Regions from separate parts of the Mus musculus genome. Here region 1 is linked to region 2. The links are chromatin contacts, called in public HiChIP or PLAC-seq maps. All regions are on one chromosome and are shown on one strand. Each heading gives the region's core, a stretch centred on a gene start, on an enhancer-like site or on the middle of the called end of the contact. The rest is flanking DNA. Distances are from core to core; before and after follow the strand shown. Region 1 has its middle 21 kb from the start of Hmga1. Region 2 holds the start of Uhrf1bp1 (UHRF1 (ICBP90) binding protein 1).

Region 1 (5,496 bases), core at 532-3,031, 320 kb before region 2:
GTTTATATACCATCACTTCATCATAACATGACCAGGTACAAAAGTCAGGGATGGAGACTCAGCAGTTAAAAGCACCAGCTGGCCGGGCGTGGTGGCGCACGCCTTTAATCCCAGCACTCAGGAGGCAGAGGCAGGCAGATTTCTGAGTTCGAGGCCAGCCTGGTCCACAAAGTGAGTTCCAGGACAGCCAGGGCTACACAGAGAAACCCTGTCTTGAAAAACAAAACAAAACAAAACAAAGCACCAGCTGCTCTTACAGAGGACCCTGGTTTGGTTCCCAGTGTCCATATGGTGGCTCACAACCATCTGTAACTCCAGTTCCAGAGAATTTGATGGCCTCTGCTGCCCTCTGCAGGCACACAGGCATACATACATGCAGGCAAACCACCCATAGTTACAAACTAATTTTAAAAAGAAAGAAAACACAAAGAAGGTCTGACTCCTGCTCTGGTTCCCTTGTGTGGGGGCGGCCTCTCACCTCCCTCGCCTGATGGCAGGGGCTGCTGAGGAGCCTGCCCCCTTGGCACTTCTCAACACACTGAACTCAAGAGTTGCTGGCTGCAGGCAGACTCCGCAGGCCAGAGACCTTCTGGAAGGCGCTGCCTCCGCCTTGCTCATCAGCCTGTCCACAGGAGTCCCTTCTCCCTGCAAGCTGTAATGGGTGGTAGAGAGCCACCTGTGGATGCTTGAGTGGCCTGTGAACCCACAAGGGGCCTCGCTGCCTACCCCACCTACCTCCCCTATGCCTGTGTCTTACAACCAATTTATCCCCAACTAGATTACAAATAAATGAGACTCAGACTATGGTTATTTTATTTGGCTTTGACAATGACTGGGGGTGGATAACCCCTAATCTACTGTTCTAACTGCTGGCCTAGCTATTTCTACAGTGTTGTACATCTCTCATGGTGCCTTCTCCCCTCTCCTCCTCGTTCTCCCTCTTCTCCTCCTCCTCTTTAACCAGGTAACTCAAAACCCATCTAACTCTAACCCCTCCAGAAACTGGCTGTAGCCAGTTTTTATTTAACCAATAGGTTTTTGTTTTGTTTTGGTTTGGTTTGGCTTTGGTTTTTGTTTTTTGGGTTTGTTTTTGTTTTGGGGGGGGGGGGGTTCAAGACAGGGTTTCTCCGGCTGGTGAGATGGTTCAGTGGGTAAGAGCACCGACTGCTCTTCCAAAGGTACTGAGTTCAAATCCCAGCAACCACATGGTGGCTCACAACCACCCATAATGAGATCTGATACCCTCTTCTGGTGTGTTTGAAGACAGCTACAGTGAACTTATACTAATAAATACATCTTTAAAAACAAAAACAAAACAAAACAAAAAGACAGGGTTTCTCTGTATAGCCCTGGCTGTCTGGAACTCACTCTGTAGACCAGGCTGGCCTCGAACTCAGAAATCCGCCTGCCTCTGCCTCCAGAGTGCTGAGATTAAAGGCATGCGCCACCACGCCCAGCTTAACCAATAGTTTTAAATTAAAAACACCGGTTGTACAACAAAAGCTGGTAAATGTGACAATCCACTTGATCCTAGACCTTCGGGTACAGAATTTAGCATTGCAATACATAGCAACAGACCAGACCTCAGCACCTCTGTTCTTCCTCCCCACCTTGTGACCCCAGTCCATCCCAAGAACAGGCGTGGGATCGCTTGTTCAGAACAGGCACTGCAATGCCAGCTATGACCACGAGGTGGCAACAGCGCTCCTTGCTGGGACCAAAGCCAGCAGCATCCCAGGCTGATTCTAACAGACTCAGGAGGGCACCGCAAAGAGGCTGTGGGGGAAGCTGAACCACGCGGTGCCTGCCCCGCTGAGACCCAGGTCCCCCAGACTGTAAGGGACAGGCTGGGACATGCCTGGCAGGTCTTTCTGGGGATAACACCTAATGGATACTTGTTATGGGGCGGTACCTGCTGCCTGTCTGTAGAAGAAACCCAAGTCCATTGGTGCCTTCACAGCCGCCTCAAGTTCACCTTTGACCCTCGGGTCTCCCTACCACTCTACACATCTTCCTGGGAAGAAAATTGGAGTTAGGTACCCAAAGGACAAAGGCATGAGATCGTCACAACTGTAGGCCATAGCAGACTCTAGAAGTACTAGCTGTGTGGCCTGGGACAAACCACTCAGCTTTCCTCCTCCACAGAGAAGCACATAAAGGCGCTGGCTGCCAAGCCCGACGACCCCACATGATGGATGAAGAGAACTGACTCCTGCAACTTGCTCTCCGACCAGCACCGGTGTGTCATGTCAAACACACACACACAAGTAAATATAACTTTAAAAGCATTTTTCAATGCTTTATGTGTATAGATGTTTACCTACATGTATGTCTGTGTACCATGTCATACCTGGTGTCTGGTCAGAAGACGGGTCAGAGCTCAGGGAACTGGACGTTCAGGTTCTCTTCTTCCAAAGGTCCTGCCGGGCAGTGGTGGCGCACACCTTTAATCCCAGCACTCAGGAACAGAGGCAGGCGGATTTCTGAGTTCCAGGACAGCCTGGTCTACAAAGTGAGTTCCAGGACAGCCAGGGCTACATAGAGAAACCCTTTCTTGAACCCCCCCCCAAACAAAACAAAAAACAACAAAAAAACCAAAGGTCCTGAGTTCAAATCCCAGCAACCCCATGGTGGCTCACAACCATCTGTAATGGGATCTGATGCCCTCTTCTGGTGGGTCTGAAGACAGCTGCAGTGTGCTGCAGTGTGCAGCTAATAAATAAATAAATCTTTAAAAAAGAAGAAGGAGGAGGAGGAGGAAGGAGAAGAAGAAGAAGAAGAGGAAGAAGAAGAAGAAGAAGAAGAAGAAGAAGAAGAAGAAGAAGAAGAAGAAGAAGAAGAAGAAGAAGAAGAAGAAGAAGAAGAAGAAGAAAAGGAAGAAGAAGAAGAAGAAAAGGAAGAAGAAGAAGAAGAAGAAGAAGAAGAAGAAGAAGAAGAAGAAGAAAAGGAAGAAGAAGAAGAAGAAGAAGAAGAAGAAGAAGAAGAAGAAGAAGAAGAAGAAGAAGAAGAAGAAAAGGAAGAAGAAGAAGAAGAAAAGGAAGAAGAAGAAGAAGAAGAAGAAGACGAAGAAGAAGAAGACGAAGAAGACGAAGAAGAAGAAGAAGAAGAAGAAGAAGAAGAAGAAGAAGAAGAAGAAGAAGAAGAAGAAGAAGAAGAAGAAGAAGAAGAAGAAGAAAAGGAAGAAGAAGAAGAAGAAGAAGAAGAAGAAGAAGAAGAAGAAGAAGAAGAAGAAGAAGAAGAAGAAGAAGAAGAAGAAAAGAAGAAATATGGTGGTTCATGCCCCTAATTGCAGCACTCGGAACGCAGAGGCAGGGGGATCTCTGGGAGTTGGAGTCCAGCCAGGGCTACCTGGATGCTGTTTCAAAAGAGAAAGGAAACCATAGCAGCCTGGGAAGCTCTGCCTTAGGTGGTGCTAGGGACCCAAGCTTGGCGTCACTACAGGGAGTCTGCTGTCGCTTGTTCTGTGCCAGGCCCTCGGCTCTGGCTGAGAATGAGGTGTGGGCGGTTGCTTCCCACTCCAGGATTAACTTGGGCAGGACAGGGGTTGCATTCCTTCACAGAGACGTGGTTTTACTGAAAGGAACCATGGAGGCTGCCGGAAGAGGCTACGACTTGAATGTGGTGGTGTGTTTCTTAACAGTCAAGACTGCCACGGTCACCACTGCCTGTGTGGACTCTACACGCCCGTGCCTGCCCCTTTACCTGTGTTCAGTCAGAAAACACACTCAAGTGCTCTGGGACAACACGCTGCCATGCCAAGAGCTGGGCGCAGCTGGGACAGCTGCTCGCTGAGAGGTCAATGGTCAGGACAAAAGCACACTGACCACACGGCTGAGGTGAGGGCTTCCCAGGGAAGGGTCACAGGAAAGGTCAGTCGTGGACTCAGTGTCCCCACACCCACCCACACTCTTCATCAGACATTTAAGAGTCCTTATTGCTCCTGCAGAGGACCTGGGCTCAGTTCCCCGCATCCACACCAGGTAGCTCTAGTTCAGGGGTTCACATCACCCCAGGATCTGACGACGACTTCTGTGCCACACATAGATTTGTGCAGTTACACACACAAACACAGCAATTTTGTTTTTGTTTGTTTGGGGTTTTGGGGGTGTTTTGTTTGTTTATTTATTTATTTATTTATTTATTTATTTATTTATTTATTTATTTATTTATTTTTAGGCAGGATTTCTCTGTGTAGCCTTGGCTGTCCTGGAACTCACTCTGTAGACCAGGCTGGCCTCAAACTCAGAAATCTGCCTGCCTCTGCCTCCCAAGTGCTGGGATTAAAGGCGTGCGCCACCACTGCCTGGCAATTTTTTTTTTAATCAGCAACAGCGCCTGAAGCAGCTGTGCACACAATCACACAATTATACAATCACAGTGTCCTGGAAGAGTTGGGGCCAGCCCTGCACACAGAGCCCCGTCCCTAAAACCAAATGGACAAAGGCAGCCTGCTCCTCATTAGCCCACACCACCTCCTTCCCTAACACTCTCCCAGGACTTGGGACCTCAGGAACTGGTCCTGATGTCAGCTTTCAATAGTGCACATGTCCGTTTCAAATTAACACAGTTTTATGATGTGCCCTTTAATAAACACCCCACTCTCCTAGGAAGCTGGTCAGGAGAAGTGTGGCTGCTGCTACCTGAGATGATGTGGGGACCCGGCAGGGAGCAGGGGCTGTGGGCTCAGAATCTCACACACACACACACACACACACACACACACACACACACACACACTTGCTGGGACCCTACTGACCAGTACCGTCCTGCAAGGGTTGGCAATCAGCGCTTTGATTTGTTTTCAATTTTTTCAACCAAGGCGCCACGGTGAGTGGGGAAGACAGCTGTCATCTCCGGGAAAGAACTTTCTGACTTCCCACCAAGCATAAATGTATGTTTAGGGCTTTCCCCAAAGCACTTCTGCTTCACATGAAAGAGAAATGTTTCCAAATAAAAATCTGTAGTAAAGTGTCCAGGAGGGATTGGTAGTTTAGCGGGCAGTCTCAGTACTCAGGAGGGTGAAGCAGGAGGATGATTGTGAGTTCAGGGCCAGCCTGAGCTATATTGGGAGCTACATATAAAAAAAGTTAGAGTGATGCAGGGCGGTGGTGGCACAGGCCTTTAATCCCAGCACTCTGGAGGCAGAGGCAGGCAGATTTCTGAGTTCGAGGCCAGCCTGGTCTACAGAGTGAGTTCCAGGACAGCCAGGGATACACAGAAACCCTGTCTCAAACAAACCAAGAAGTTAGAGTGAGACCCCCAAATCAAAATAAATACAAAACGAGTATGGTGAGACTAGGGATATGGCTGGGCTGGTGCAGTGTCTGCCTAGCTCTCAGCAAGCCTGGGTTAGATCCCAGCACCTCACAAACCAGACATGGAAGAGACCTTTAAGATTGCTTGTGAGAAATTCAAGACTGCCAACACTCCATAGAACATAAAATGGCGGGCATGGTTGGTGGGCACTCTCTCTCCCTCCTCGATGCAGATACAGGC
Region 2 (5,979 bases), core at 1,064-3,563:
TATGGTCTCCAGGCTGGAGAGATAGCTCAGAGGTAAAGAGCACTGTCTAATCTTCCACAGGTCCTGACTTCAATCCCCAGCAACCACATGGTGGAACATAACCATCTCTAATGGAATCTGATGCCCTCTTCTGGTGTGTATGCAGAAAAATAAAGATACTGGTCACCTGGAACCTGGGTTGTCTTAGAAATGACTATAGAGCTGAGGACAACCTTGAATTCCTAATAGTCTTGCTTCTTCCTCCTAGGTGCTTCCCTCATGCCTGGCTGCTATCCTGAGATGGCATTGTATTATATAGCCCAGGTTGGCCTTGAACTACCTCAGCTCATGAGGACTGGGATTTTAAGAGCATAGTATCAGCTGGGTGTGGCAGCGCACATTTTTAATCCCAGCACTCAGGATTAGGGGCACAGAGGCAGGCCTATCTCTGTGAGTTTTAGGCCAGTCTGGTCTAGAAATTATTTCCAGGATAGCCAGGGCTGCACAGGAAAACCCTGTCTCAACAAGAAAAACTATTGTCCGACAATTTCCACCCCCCCTCCTTCTCAATCCTCTCTTTTTGATTGATTGATTGATTAATTTTGAGACAGGGTTTCTCTGTGTAGCCCTGGCTGTCCTGAAACTCAGTCTGTAGACCAGGCTGGCTTCAGATTCAAGTAGATCCACCTGTTTTTCCACCTCCTGATTGTGGGGACTAAAGGCTTGTGCCATGTTTTTTGTCTCAGTGTTTAAAATTAAAATTAAATCTCAATCTGGAAACATTGCTAGTTATGAATAAAGTTTCAGAAGGAACTTACGACAGCTTGTGAAAGCTCAATGAATGTTAGTTGCAGTGACTAAAACAGTATAGCCAGGTGTGGTGTGAACAGCCACATTTTTTGGCGCTCAGGAGGCAGAGACAGGAGGATGGCTGCCACTTTGGCCACATCCTGGTCTATCTACATAGCAATCCCTGGGCCATCTAGGGCTATATCTGGATACCTTGTCTCAATCTCAACCAAGAGTAAACTTTTTTTTGGTGGTTTTTCGAGACAGGGGTTCTCTTTGTAGCCCTGGCTGTCCTGGAACTCACTTTGTAGACCAGGCTGGCCTCAAACTCAGAAATCCGCCTGCCTTTGCCTCCAGAGTGCTGGGATTAAAGGCTTGCGCCACCACGCTGGGCTCCAAGAGTAAACTTAAAAGACCTGGGGACTGGAGAGATGGCTCCCTGCTAAGTGCTGCTCTAGAGGGCTTAGGTGCAGTGCTCAGCACCCACACCAAGTGGCTCACAACTACTTGTAACTCCAGTGCCAAAGAATCTGACAGCTTCTGGTCTCTGTGGGCACATGACATTCACACTCACATAGGAATGCACAGATAAATAAAAACACTCCGTCTTTGGGGGGCGGTGCGTCTGAGTGGAGTACTTACCTCATTTGCTTGATGTAATTAATTCCTACTCCCGCCAAACTTACCAAGAAAGCAAAACCACACGAAATAGCGAGAATTAAAGACATTGGCTCTCATTTCCATTGCTCCCTTTTCAAAAGGCAGTTAAGTATATTGAGTCATGTACTAATGATCAATAGACATTTAAATTTCCTAAAGGGGGCTTTAAGCAAAGTATGTTGGTTAGGTTTGCTGTGGTTGTTCGGCGTTTTGACCTCAGCAGTTTGTCAGAATGGTGCATTGGGAAATGAGATCCTGCACTGAGCCATTGTCATGCATGGAAACAGGATTCAGCCCTTGCCCCAGTTTTGTAGCTTTGGTCAGATGGTATCTGAGTATCTCCTGGATACAGTGAAGAGTGGAAGGAGCCTCCATCTGTGTTTAATGGAGTGGCCCAAGGCTTGGCGAGCACTTTATCACGGAGGCCTTATGTATTTAGCAGCTTAATAACTGCAGATATTTTTCTTGAAACTGGAAGCATTAAAGGTTAGATTTCTTGGGTCTTTTTTTTTTTTTGTGGTTTTTCGAGACAGCGTTTCTCTGTATAGCCCTGGCTGTCATGGAACTCACTTTGTAGACCAGGCTGGCCTCGAACTCAGAAGAGACAAGGTCTCTTAATGTAACCCTGTCTTGGTAGTCCCCATGTAGACAGGGTTGGTCTCAAGGTCCTATATTTGCTTGCCTCTGGCTCTGGAGAGTTCGGAGTAAAGGCGAATGCCACCATCTACCTTCTGGAAGAGTGAGCCCCGCCTCTGAGCGTGTAAGCCCCGCCCCGCGCAGTTGCCCCGCCCCCTATGCCTCTGAGCTCCCGCCGCCCCGCCCCTCATCCCTTGCGCCTGTGCCGCCGCGCGCGTCCCCGCCCCTCGCCGTGCGCTCTCGCCACGGGGATCCCGGAGGGTGGCGTGCGGTCTGGGTTCTGCTCCGCGGGATCCTGCGGCGCCGCACGGGCGGGTGGGAACGCGGCGGAACTCCTGGCGCTGAGTTAGGGGCGACAGAGAGCCATGGCGGCCACTGTGGCTACGGCAGCCGGTGCCCGCGCCGCGGCGAGGTGAGAGGACGCCTCTTTTCCACAACTGAGGAGGCCACGGCTGCCCGTCTGCCTGCATTCCACGCGGGCCCGGGCTGCAGCATGGCCGGGATCATTAAGAAGCAGATCTTGAAGCATCTGTCCCGGTGAGAGCGCCACCCCGCGTACTCGGTCCTTTTCCGAGCCCTCCGACCTCCCTCCGGCCGCTCTGGGCGAGCGGCTCCCTGCAGGCGCGATTCAACTCTTGCGGGCCGTTGTCGGCGCTGCATTACTCCCTCGCCCGGGCCACCTTCCTCCCCACCCCCGTCGCCGCCTCCTTCCTCGGCGCGGGTCACCCAGCCCTTTCCTGGCCGTACCTTCCAGACCCGCACGGAACCTGGCAGGCCAGCCCTGGAGGCCTCTTCCCGCCTGCCGAGCCGCCCAGCGCCGGTTCATTTCTGGCTTTGCCGCTCCGTGCTGGATTACCCAGGTCCCCTTCGATTGCAGCGCCGACGCCGGCTTTCTCCTTCTGTGAGGCGAGCTCCTCCTCTTCTGTCTGACCCTGTTGCATCACTCTTGAAAAGATATAAACCCTTCACCCGAGGCTGGTCGTCCTTTCGGACCTCCCTCCTTTCTGGGTCCGCTTTCTTCTCCGTACACAGACGGATTGGAGAAAGGTCAGCGGAGGTGGGGGATAAAGTTTCAGCAGCCTTCCCTTTAAGATGCCATGGAGGTTTGTTTGACAGCCAGTGTCCACTTGTGCTTTGTGGCCTCCTGTTAAGCTGTCCTGTCGCTCTGTATTTGGGGCATGACGGGTTAGCTGGCAAGACACTTTTCAGCTATATCTGAAGGACTCCTGGTCTCTGCGTGATGATGCAGCTTGTTAGAATGGGTGGCTGCGAAAATTGGGAGCTAGCTTTGCAGTTGGTTTTCGCTGCTTATTCTAGCTTGGTGATGGTTGTTAATTTAGGTTGTCTCAGAGGCTCTAGTGATCCAGAGTTTGGCAGCACAGTGACTAGTGGTTTTCAAGAGGTGTGTGTGAGTGTTGCCAGTCAACATGGAACACCAGGGCTTGTGTGAGCCTCTGTCCCTGACGTGGTGTCCCCCGTTGCCTGGCTGACATTGGCTTATGTGATCTTAGACATTTATTAGCTAGATTCAGATACCTTGTTTGATTAACTGTTATGTGCATGACTGAAGGGCCGGCTCCTGGAGTCTGGGCACTTCCTCTTCAACGTTTATCTCTTTCAAACTAGATAGTAGTAGTAGATACGTCAAAGACTATCTAGGCTGCTGTGGTGCACACACCCCCGAGGTCCTAGCATTTGGAGGCTGAGGTAGGAGGAGTGGGGTTTTAAGGCCAGCCTACAGTAGAGTTCCCAGCCAACTTGGACCATGTGGTGAGACAGTGATAAATTAGAAGACTCCATGTGTTTTTATATTGAAAGATTTATTTAAGAGCCTCACAGAGCGCCCAGTAGGACACCGGGCATTTTGGGGGTTACAACTTGTGTGGCTAATTGTTCTTATTGGGTATGTGTGTGTTGTTTTGTGTGCGTTCAGAGAGGTGCAGAAGTGCCACAGTGTGCTAGTGGAGGTTGCAGGGCAACTCTGGGGAGTCATTGTCTAGTTCCACTTTCACAATGTGTTCTGGGGATCAAACCCAGGTCATCAGACTTGTGAGGCAAACACTTTGCCCTGTTGAGCCTTTCTGCTGACCTTTTCTTTGTCTCTTGCTGTCTGTCTGTCTGTCTGTCTGTCTGTCTGTCTGTCGGTCGGTCCTTCTGTCTCTCTCTTGAGGCAGTGCCTCCCTTACTTTGTAGCTGGAGTTACTGTGCTTCCTGCCTTAGCCTCCTGAGTGCTGGAGTGGTTGGCAGTGGACACCATGCCTGGCTTTAGGCAATTTTTCTATAGCAGTTTGTGTGGGGGTGACGAGGGCACACATCTGAATGTCTCTCAGAGCGTCCTGGAATAAGTGAAGGACCCTTGCTGTAGTCCGATGCCTCCCTCTACTCCCACTCTCCTCCTCTTTTTTTTTTCTTTCCATCCCTCCCTCCTTCCCCCCTTCCTTCCTTTTGAGACAAGGTCTCAGTATGTGTAGTCTTGGTGTCCTGAAACTTGTATCTAGACCAGGCTGGTCTCAAAGTCCCGGAGATTCTCCAGCCTCTGCCCCCTAAGTGCTGGGGTTAAAGGCGTATGACTGGCGTCTACCCCGCTCTTGACGGAGGAAGCAAGCTTAGCAAAGCTAAGTGACTTTTCCAGAAGATAAAGGCACAGACAGAACCAGCTTCCTTACTCTGGAGCTTCCCCTGTGTGCCCTGTACCTCCAGTGAGCATACAATGGTAATGAGACACCCTGGAGCCTTTGTTTTTGTTTTTTGTTTTTGTTTTTTAAGACAGGGTGTCATGTAACCTGAGCTGGCAACAAACTGTCTTCCCTGACACATTCGGTGATTCCTGGGAGCAGAAAGCCTGTTTGCTTTAAGTAAAGTAGGGACAGTGTGTCTGATGTGGAGGGCCATTTCTGATTTCCTAGGGGCTGGGAGGAGGAAGAGTTGTGTTTTGGCAGCAACTTCAGCCCCCTGCAGAGGAGTAGGACCTGGATCTGGTTGGCCCAAATTCCCAGGGCCTTTGTTTACCTCAGACTCACTCCTTGGTCCTGTGAGACTTTGATATGCATTGTACTCTCCACCACAGCTAGGGAGGTGGCTTGTGGAACCTGATAGGGAGGTCTGTAGAGTTCCTGCTGTTAACTGTGGTGTGGCAGGTGTCTGACAGCGCAGTGTGACTCCAGGGACAGTAGCCTACAGCAGAGAGGACAGGCCAGTGACAACAAATTGCGTTCCAGTGAGTTTATTAATTTCAGCTATTTCTTTTGATTGCATTCCCTAGCTAGGTACTGGCCAAGATGCTGGGGAGGCTGCTGGAATTTTTAGATGACCATTGTCCAATGTGAATTGCTTTAACGCCCCATTGAATGCTCATTGAAGTGGACCCGTGAAAAGAGTTCTACTTACCAACATGAAATAGTTATTTATTTAGAAAATTGTGGGAATTAGTTGGGAGTAGTGGTGTACACCTGTAATCCCAGCATTTGGGAGACTGAGGCAGGAAGGCCTTGAATTTGAGGCCTATGTGAGCCATTTATTGAGACCCTGTTTCATAAACAAATGCTAAAATAGACTTTTCACTGAATTTGTTTTTTCCTGTTGTTCTCTCTTCTTGAGAACCCACCTGGCTCAGCCTTTGGAGTACTGGTCATGCTGGTGTAACCCCACCATGCCTGGGGTTTCCTGCTTTAGACCACTTCAGCTAGTGACCTGGGATTAGACAAGTAAGAGGGTATACGGTAGGATGTGCAATCGGCCAGGGCACTCCGTAAATGGAAAGGATGTGGGGCTTTGGAGCCACTCCGACAAAGCAGATCTGTCTGGCCCCGCTGTTCTTGATCAGGGAGGATGTCCCCAACTATGCTGTTGTTGGCTGTAAGTGATGAGAAGAGTAATGGGAGCTGGCAAGAATGTTTCTGAGGAGTAGGGATGCGG

Evidence for each region. HiChIP or PLAC-seq counts read pairs in DNA pulled down with a chosen protein or histone mark.
Region 1: a contact with region 2 is called in an H3K4me3 HiChIP or PLAC-seq map of bone marrow-derived macrophages, with 2.9 times the contacts expected there. The contact joins the enhancer-like site here to the promoter of Uhrf1bp1 in region 2. A contact is called at or near these places in 9 of 115 datasets of contacts at active chromatin or transcription factors (astrocytes, bone marrow-derived macrophages, craniofacial prominence and 6 more).

The regions. Positions count from the first base shown.
Region 1 is chr17:27,533,205-27,538,700 of GRCm38.p6, forward strand. No RefSeq gene overlaps it. Among named protein-coding and RNA genes, the nearest start is that of Hmga1, 21 kb to the right of the region's middle. Within about 2 kb of position 1,782, at least 18 of the 459 cell types and tissues checked have an H3K27ac peak or open chromatin away from gene starts, as enhancers often do. A contact at or near this core is called in bone marrow-derived macrophages and pancreatic cancer cells, where this site is marked.
Region 2 is chr17:27,854,194-27,860,172 of GRCm38.p6, forward strand. It overlaps Uhrf1bp1 (UHRF1 (ICBP90) binding protein 1), which reads left to right and starts at 2,314. Exons shown (of 21, transcript NM_001080769.1): 1 at 2,314-2,601. The coding sequence starts at 2,558.